Regions from separate parts of the Cricetulus griseus genome. Here region 2 is linked to region 1. Evidence: chromatin contacts called from public Hi-C data. All regions are on one chromosome and are shown on one strand. The core of a region is the stretch at or near the end of the contact, and the rest is flanking DNA. Distances in the headings are between cores, read along the strand shown. Region 1 holds the start of Nox4 (NADPH oxidase 4). Region 2 has its middle 34 kb from the start of Nox4.

Region 1 (3,684 bases), core at 403-2,902:
TCAGTCTACCACAAGATCCAGCAATTCCACTCCTAGGCATATACCCAAAACAAGCACATTCATACAACAAAGACGATGTTAATAGCAGCACTATTTGTAATAGCCAGAAACTGGAAGCAGCCTAGATGCCCCTCAACAGAAGAATGGATAGAGAAAATGTGGTACATTTACACAATGGAGTACTGCTCAGCGAAAACAAAAACAATGGAATCTTGAAATTTGCAGGAAAATGGATGGAACTAGAAGAAACCATTCTGAGAGAAGTAACCCAATCACAAAATTACAAACATGATATGTACTCACTCATATGTGGATTTTAGACATAGAGTAAAGGATTACCAGCCTACAATCCACACTGCCAGAGAAACTAGTAAACTAGGAGGACCCTACAAGAGATAAACATTGTCCCTTGGAGAAGGAGAAAGGGTCAAGATCCCCTGAGCAAATTGAGAGCATGGGAAGAGGGGGGAGGGAGCTACAAGAATGAGAAGGGAAGAAGAGGAAGGATGCAGAGGTCATGAGGGAGCAGAAAGATTGAGTCAGGTGAAGAATAAAAGAAAGGCTATGTGATAGGTAGGGTTTTAGTTGGGGGGTGGTAGGGGAGGACAGGAGGGAGAAGGGAACTGAGATCATCATGTAAATCAATCTTGTTTCTAATTCAAATATAAAAAATTATTTAAAAAAAAGAAAAATATACCTCCATGTGGCTATCATCTTTCCCACAAGTTAAATGAGGCATCTGTGACAGTGGACATTTGCATTCGTTTCCTGCTGTTGCTGTTACAAATTACTGCAGAATTCTCCATTTCAAACCATCAAAATATTTTTGTTCCCTAACACTTCTGAAGTTCAGAGATCTGAAGTCATTGCTACCGAGTTAAGACCAAGATGTTGACAGGACTATTGACTGAGGTGTTGGTAGAAGATCTGTTCCTTGTCACTCCAGCTTCTAGTAGCTAACAGTAATCTTTGACTTGTGCATGCCTGGTCCTTGACTATGCTGCCGTGGTCATACTATTCTCCTTTCTTTCAACTGCCATTACTCTGTCCTCTAAAGACACATTGTAATTGTAACAAGAACTCAAGTATATAATTTTCTCATATCAAGATCTTTAATCATAACTGCAAAAGCATTTTTCTATATAAAATAACTTTTAAGGGGCCTGAGAATAGATACCAGTTCTTTTAGTGGCAGCTATTAATCACTCTGCTATTATTGCACTTAAATTAATTGCTGTTAATTTTCTTTTTCCTTTTTTTTTTCTCTTTTTGGACTGAAGATGTCAGCCTTATTTTCGACTTTTGAAGAAATCCACTTTAAGGGATAAAAATGTCGCACTTCTAAATAGCATTTCTTTTAGGAACCCACAAATTACATATTAGAAGTATGATTGACAGAGCAGAAAAAATTCTCAAGTTTACTCCCTTTGTTAGCAAATGCCTGATTGCCAAGGCACAGTAGTATTAAAACTCAAAAGGAAGACGATGTGTGTTTTTCCAAGAAACAAAAAGGGAGAAACAAGGAAAAGCCCTTCCCAGGTGCTGTGCAACTGATAGAAAATCCACAACCTTTGAGCAACTAACAGGATAAAAAAGTAGGAAACCTTACCTTATCCCTAAGGCCCTTGGCAAGGAAGATACCCATCAAAGAGCAAGAGAAAAGTAGCCTGGAGGCTTTTGAAGAGTGGGGTGAGTTCCAGACAGTGACTCACTGTCATTTCTATACAAAACAAATGCAGACCACCATGTGACTCAGTCTCTGGGGAATGTCTCCTGTGCACTCACATGGCTATGGCAGCTCCTGAAGGAACAGAGACTTTGGAGAGGCTCTCATGCCCTAGAGGACCGGATGCTGTGCTGAAAAACAAGTCTTACAATGTGAAGGCAAGTTAAGAATTCCAGGGGAAAAAATTCAATCAAAACGTCTTGACTAAAATTGAGTAATAACACATTTTTGTTGGAATTGCCTTTTACCAAAGACTTGTGCAAACTTTTGGAATTCATAGACCAATAAAATTAACAAAAAGATTATTGCTTCAATGTATAATTAAGAACTAAACATCAGCTACCTTCAAGGGCCCTACCCTGCCTAGGGAGTGAGGGTGGATGGGGAGGGGGACAGGTGGAGGTTTGGGGACGAGGGCTGGAGGAAGGGAAGGTGAGGGAGAAGGGGTTGGCATGTGAAGCAAGCTTGTTCCTATTTTGAACTAATAAAAAATGTTGCAAAAAAGAACTAAACATCAATTTATGTCTATAAAATGCATACACATTTGTGCCACAATAATGCACCCATTGACTTGTTACAAAATAAGAAAATGAATTACTGCCAGCACAGACTAACTGAAACATTCCACAATTAGAGAAACTTTTCAAATCTAACAACACACATACCATCTACAAAATGTTAACCATCTTCAACTTCAGTAGAAACTAAAATTTGTTTTTCTTTCAGTTATTTCACAATACACTTCTGATCCTTTATCATTTCATCCCCAAGTATCTTCCATACAATTGGGGGAACCTTCTCCATCTTCAGTTTGCACATGAGTATACTGAGGAACGTGAGTAAATAACCAATGATCCATGATGCCATAACACTATGTAGTAGATTCCCAGAGGCAAATATTCCTGCTTCTCTCTCTACATCATCTCATCATTACTGAACAAGCTGTTGCTTTAGACCACAAGTATGACTATGATTTGCAGTCTTCACAGTCATTCCAGATGTGTAGAGATGTGCCAGTTGGCATTCATGTTGCCAATATAGTGCATATTCTCAGAAGACAATGGTGTCTATTGTTTGTGGTATATTTGTCCTGTTTGGTGTATTGTTTCTCCTAAGCACATCCATTGACTGGATAATTCCCAAATGCTTGTGGAACTCTATTTTTTAATGTTCCAAACAGAAAATTTCCAAAAGCCAAAAAATATTCATAGCACCTAATTCCACATTTCTGGTTGCACACTTGGACAACTTTGAAATGCTAAGAAGATAAGATGATCTAGTATCCTTTTACTTCCTAAATGTCCCTTTCTAAAAGTATCATGGAACTATGAAGCCAAAATCATTAATCTCATGTTAAATGAGAAGATTTTTAGGATTATAATACTATCACAATTTGCCTGGGTATGTGATAGATACTTGTAATCTCAGTAGGCAAGAAGGATGGCAAGTTTGAATTCAATATGGTCTATATGTGTACAAAGATGTTGCCTCAAACAAACAAACAATTAGACAATGTGCAAAGGCACTGGATGGCATTATAGTTTCCATTAGATTTATGAGGAAAACTGAAGCTCCCTCTTTGCTCTTTGAGGTCACCAAGCTTCCTCATGTCCTGGGCCTTTCCATAGCTTGATGCCATAGATTAATATACTGGTTAATGAGTGCCATTGATTAATGTTCATTTCTTTCCCAAGTTGAAAGTTCCCCAAAGATAAGCACTATCTCTATTTATATTCTTTTCTATGTCCCCCAGAGGCTAGCACAATCTGAGAATGTGAGTATATACTCATAAATTGCTTTGAGTAAAGGAAATGAAAATCAGGGAAAAAGTCTATCTTACTAAAATTATACTCCAATAATTCTTTCACAATGATATGTTTCTGTCCTTACTGATTCTTTAGTTACTTCTATCCTCCCAACTTGTCCTGTTTTTTCACATCTCCATCCATGTCTTCCCG
Region 2 (3,266 bases), core at 347-2,846, 34 kb after region 1:
CACCCACACTTACCTCTGTATTCTAATTGTGATTCTCCAGATTGGAGCTGATTATGTAGAATTCTATTCTATTCTCTGCTGGACTCACTCTTGGTTCTTGTTCCCAACACTGTCTTCAGATATCTGAACACATATGACATCAAGAAACTGGTTGCATATATGGTTTGTATCACTGTCTCTGATTCAAATCTCTACTAAAATCATCCTCCTATGCTTGATTCCTTAAAAAATACTTACGTACTTTCAGAACATCTGTTTTATTTTCTCATCCTATTTTAAACCAGATACTAGCTGGGGCACTGCTTTGGCATGCTTTTATCTATTGCTTCAGCTCCTCTGCTGGTTTTATTTATAAGTTTACCATGTAATTTGGCATTAACTCAACCTGCCTTCCAGCTTAAAAATCATAAATGAGAAAACAACCCACTCTTAGTTTCCCGATACTTGCAGAATATCTTACCAAATCTGCCTCATTTATTTGCTCCCTGTGGTGCTCATGGAAGTTTTTAACACATGCATTGGCTTTGTTGAGAGTTCATAATTTCATTTCCATGTTGGTTAATCTTTTTTTTTTTTTGAGACACTGTTTTAGGGTTTGATTGCTGTGATGAAATACCATGACAAAAGCCACTTGGGCAAAAAAGAGTTTATTCAGCTTACATTCTTAATTTCCACATCACAATTCATCATAAACAGAATCAGACAGAAACTGAAACATATCAGGAAAATGGAGGCAGGAGCTGATCCAGAGACTAAGGTGGAGTGCTGCTGACTGGCTTGCTCCTCATGATTTGCTCAGTATGGTTTATTATAGAACCCAAGGCCAGAAGCCCAGGGATAACACCACCTACAATGGTTTAAAATCACAAATTTATAAACGTCCATACTCCTGCATCTTATAGATGCATGTTCTCAACTGAGACTCCTCTGATGACTGTAGCTTGTTTCAGTCTGACATAAAATTACCCAATACAGTTGCCTTATTTTATTTTTATTGAAAACATTTTAATACATTATGTTTCCCTCCTTCAAATCCTCATAGATCATCCTCACTTCTCTAACCACATGACATTTATTTCTCTCTCTTTAAATCAAACTATCAAAAACAAAACAAACAACAAAACTCCACAAAAGCAAGAGACATCCATACAGTTCAAAAAATAAAAGTAAAACCCCACAAACACAATAAACAGCCAAAAAACCAATAAGACAAAAAAATGTTCAAACAAAACAAAATGAGACAGAGAATTTACAAAACACCATTGAGTTCATTTGTGTTGTTCAGCTACTACTGGGCAAGTGGTTTTCCCTGAAGTATGTAATGTATTTACTGAGACTCCATTGTAGGAAATTGATTTTTTTTGCCATCGGTATAAATTGCATATAGCTTCTTGATCAGGAAAGGGAGCCTATGTCCACCCTCCCTCTCAATGCTGGAATATCTGACTTGAGCCTGTGCAGGCCTTGTGAGTCCTGTTTTAATCTTTATGAGCTCATGTGAGCATCAATCCTGCTGTGTTCATAATATACCATTTCCCTAGAGCGGCCCATCACATCTGGTTCCTACTATATTTCTGCTTCCTTTTCCACCTATGTCACTGAGCCTTGAGGGAAGGACCTTGGTGAAAACATTCCATTTAGGACTGAGTGAGCTCATATGAGCATGAATCATGTTGTGTTTGGAAGATACTATTTCCTTTGAGTCATCTATCATGACTTTCACAATCTTTCTGCCTCCTCTTTTACCTAGATCCCTGAGCCTTTGGGGGAGGACTTTGATGAAAAGATCCCATTTAGGACTGAGTGCTCTGAAGACTGTCACTCTTCAAATATTGTCCACTGTGGGTCTCTATGTTATTTCTAATCTATGGCTCCATCCCCCCTCCCACCAAAAAAAAAAAGAAAAAAACAAAATAAAACAAAACTTCTCTGATGAGGGCTGAGGGAGGCATTGATCTAAGGGTATGCCATTAGGAGTAATTTTATTGGTATGTTCCTTTACCAAAATAATAGTATAAATATTTCTCCTAGGCCCATGACTTATCTGGTCTCAGGTTCTTATCCACTTTAACAGTGTCAGGTGTAGGTTCCATCTCATGGAATCACAAAGTGGTTGGTGGTTGGTTATGTCCATAACATTTGTGCCACTGTTATACCAATATATTTTACAGGCAGGTCACTGCTATATGTCAAAAGATTTGTACATGGGAAATGTTGATGATTGCTTTTCTTCTCCAGTTGCATGCAGAGTAACTTCTATCTAGCTCTATGTTGTTTAATCTTACCTTAATGCCAAGAAAAAAATCTCTGCATTATGATTTTAATTTTTCCTCCCCACAAACTGTGGTAATATCTTTCTTGTACAAATTAAGCCTGTCTGAAGGTCAGAGAATGGACCTCCAGACGTTTATGGTTAGCTAGTAACAAGCTCCATTCTCTGAACTTCAGACAGGCTTTATTTGTACAAGCACATCCCCCATCAAACACCCCCCCCCATGCCACAATCAAATTACTGAAAGTCTTCATGCAAACTTCAAACCACTGTTTGGGTTACTATAATGTTTACTTATGTAAAGCATCTAATGATATGGACAAAAAGCTTTTTGTGAAATTTTGCTTCTGAAAATTGAGTCTTTATGTTTACAGTTCATGCTCCACTTCTACAAGCCTATGAAAATCCACAATTAAAATGTATTTATATTAATTTGGAGAACTCATTTACTTTAAATGAAAAATGTTGTTTCACAGAGTGTTTGGAAGATGCTGCCATATACTGTCTTTTAAATTAATTTATATGTTATTGTGAAATTATGCTCTAAATCTCAATGATTATAGGCTTATAACAACTACCTGATTTTTGTTTTGTTTTATTTTTATTTCACAGTCTCTTGAATGAGAAGTTAAGTAAAAAACACAGCAGGGGTAACTTCTCTGTGATCCTGCTGTCTGGAAGCCCGGTAATATAGACTGAATGTGTCCTCCTTTTAATTCAATCACTAAAATCTTATTTCCCATATGATGTTGCTACCAGATAAGATCTTTTTGCCACAATCAAGTTTATATGAAGTCTTGATGATAATGAGATCCTCTTTATGGAGTTAGTGCCCTTATAAGAAGCAACCAGAGAGTTTCCAAGTACTCCCACTCCACACTCCCTGCTTTACTAACCTAATCACATGAGTATGCAACTGGAATCTTGTAGTAACCCATGTTGAGAGGCTATCTCTTGGAAGCAGCCAACTTGTCCAGTCCATACCTGAGAAGGG

The links. Hi-C and Micro-C count contacts between places; a contact is called where the count stands out from the background.
Region 2: a Hi-C map of fibroblasts shows a contact between it and region 1, with 1.7 times the contacts expected there. The contact joins the enhancer-like site here to the promoter of Nox4 in region 1. A contact is called at or near these places in 2 of 8 Hi-C or Micro-C datasets (the CHO-K1 cell line and fibroblasts).

What each region holds. Positions count from the first base shown.
Region 1 is chr3:111,615,304-111,618,987 of CriGri-PICRH-1.0, forward strand. Nox4 (NADPH oxidase 4) reads right to left here and starts at 1,653. Exons shown (of 18, transcript XM_027407585.2): 1 at 1,610-1,653. The coding sequence starts at 1,645.
Region 2 is chr3:111,648,890-111,652,155 of CriGri-PICRH-1.0, forward strand. No RefSeq gene overlaps it. Among named protein-coding and RNA genes, the nearest start is that of Nox4, 34 kb to the left of the region's middle. Within about 2 kb of position 1,597, at least 2 of the 6 cell types and tissues checked have open chromatin away from gene starts, as enhancers often do. A contact at or near this core is called in the CHO-K1 cell line and fibroblasts, where this site is marked.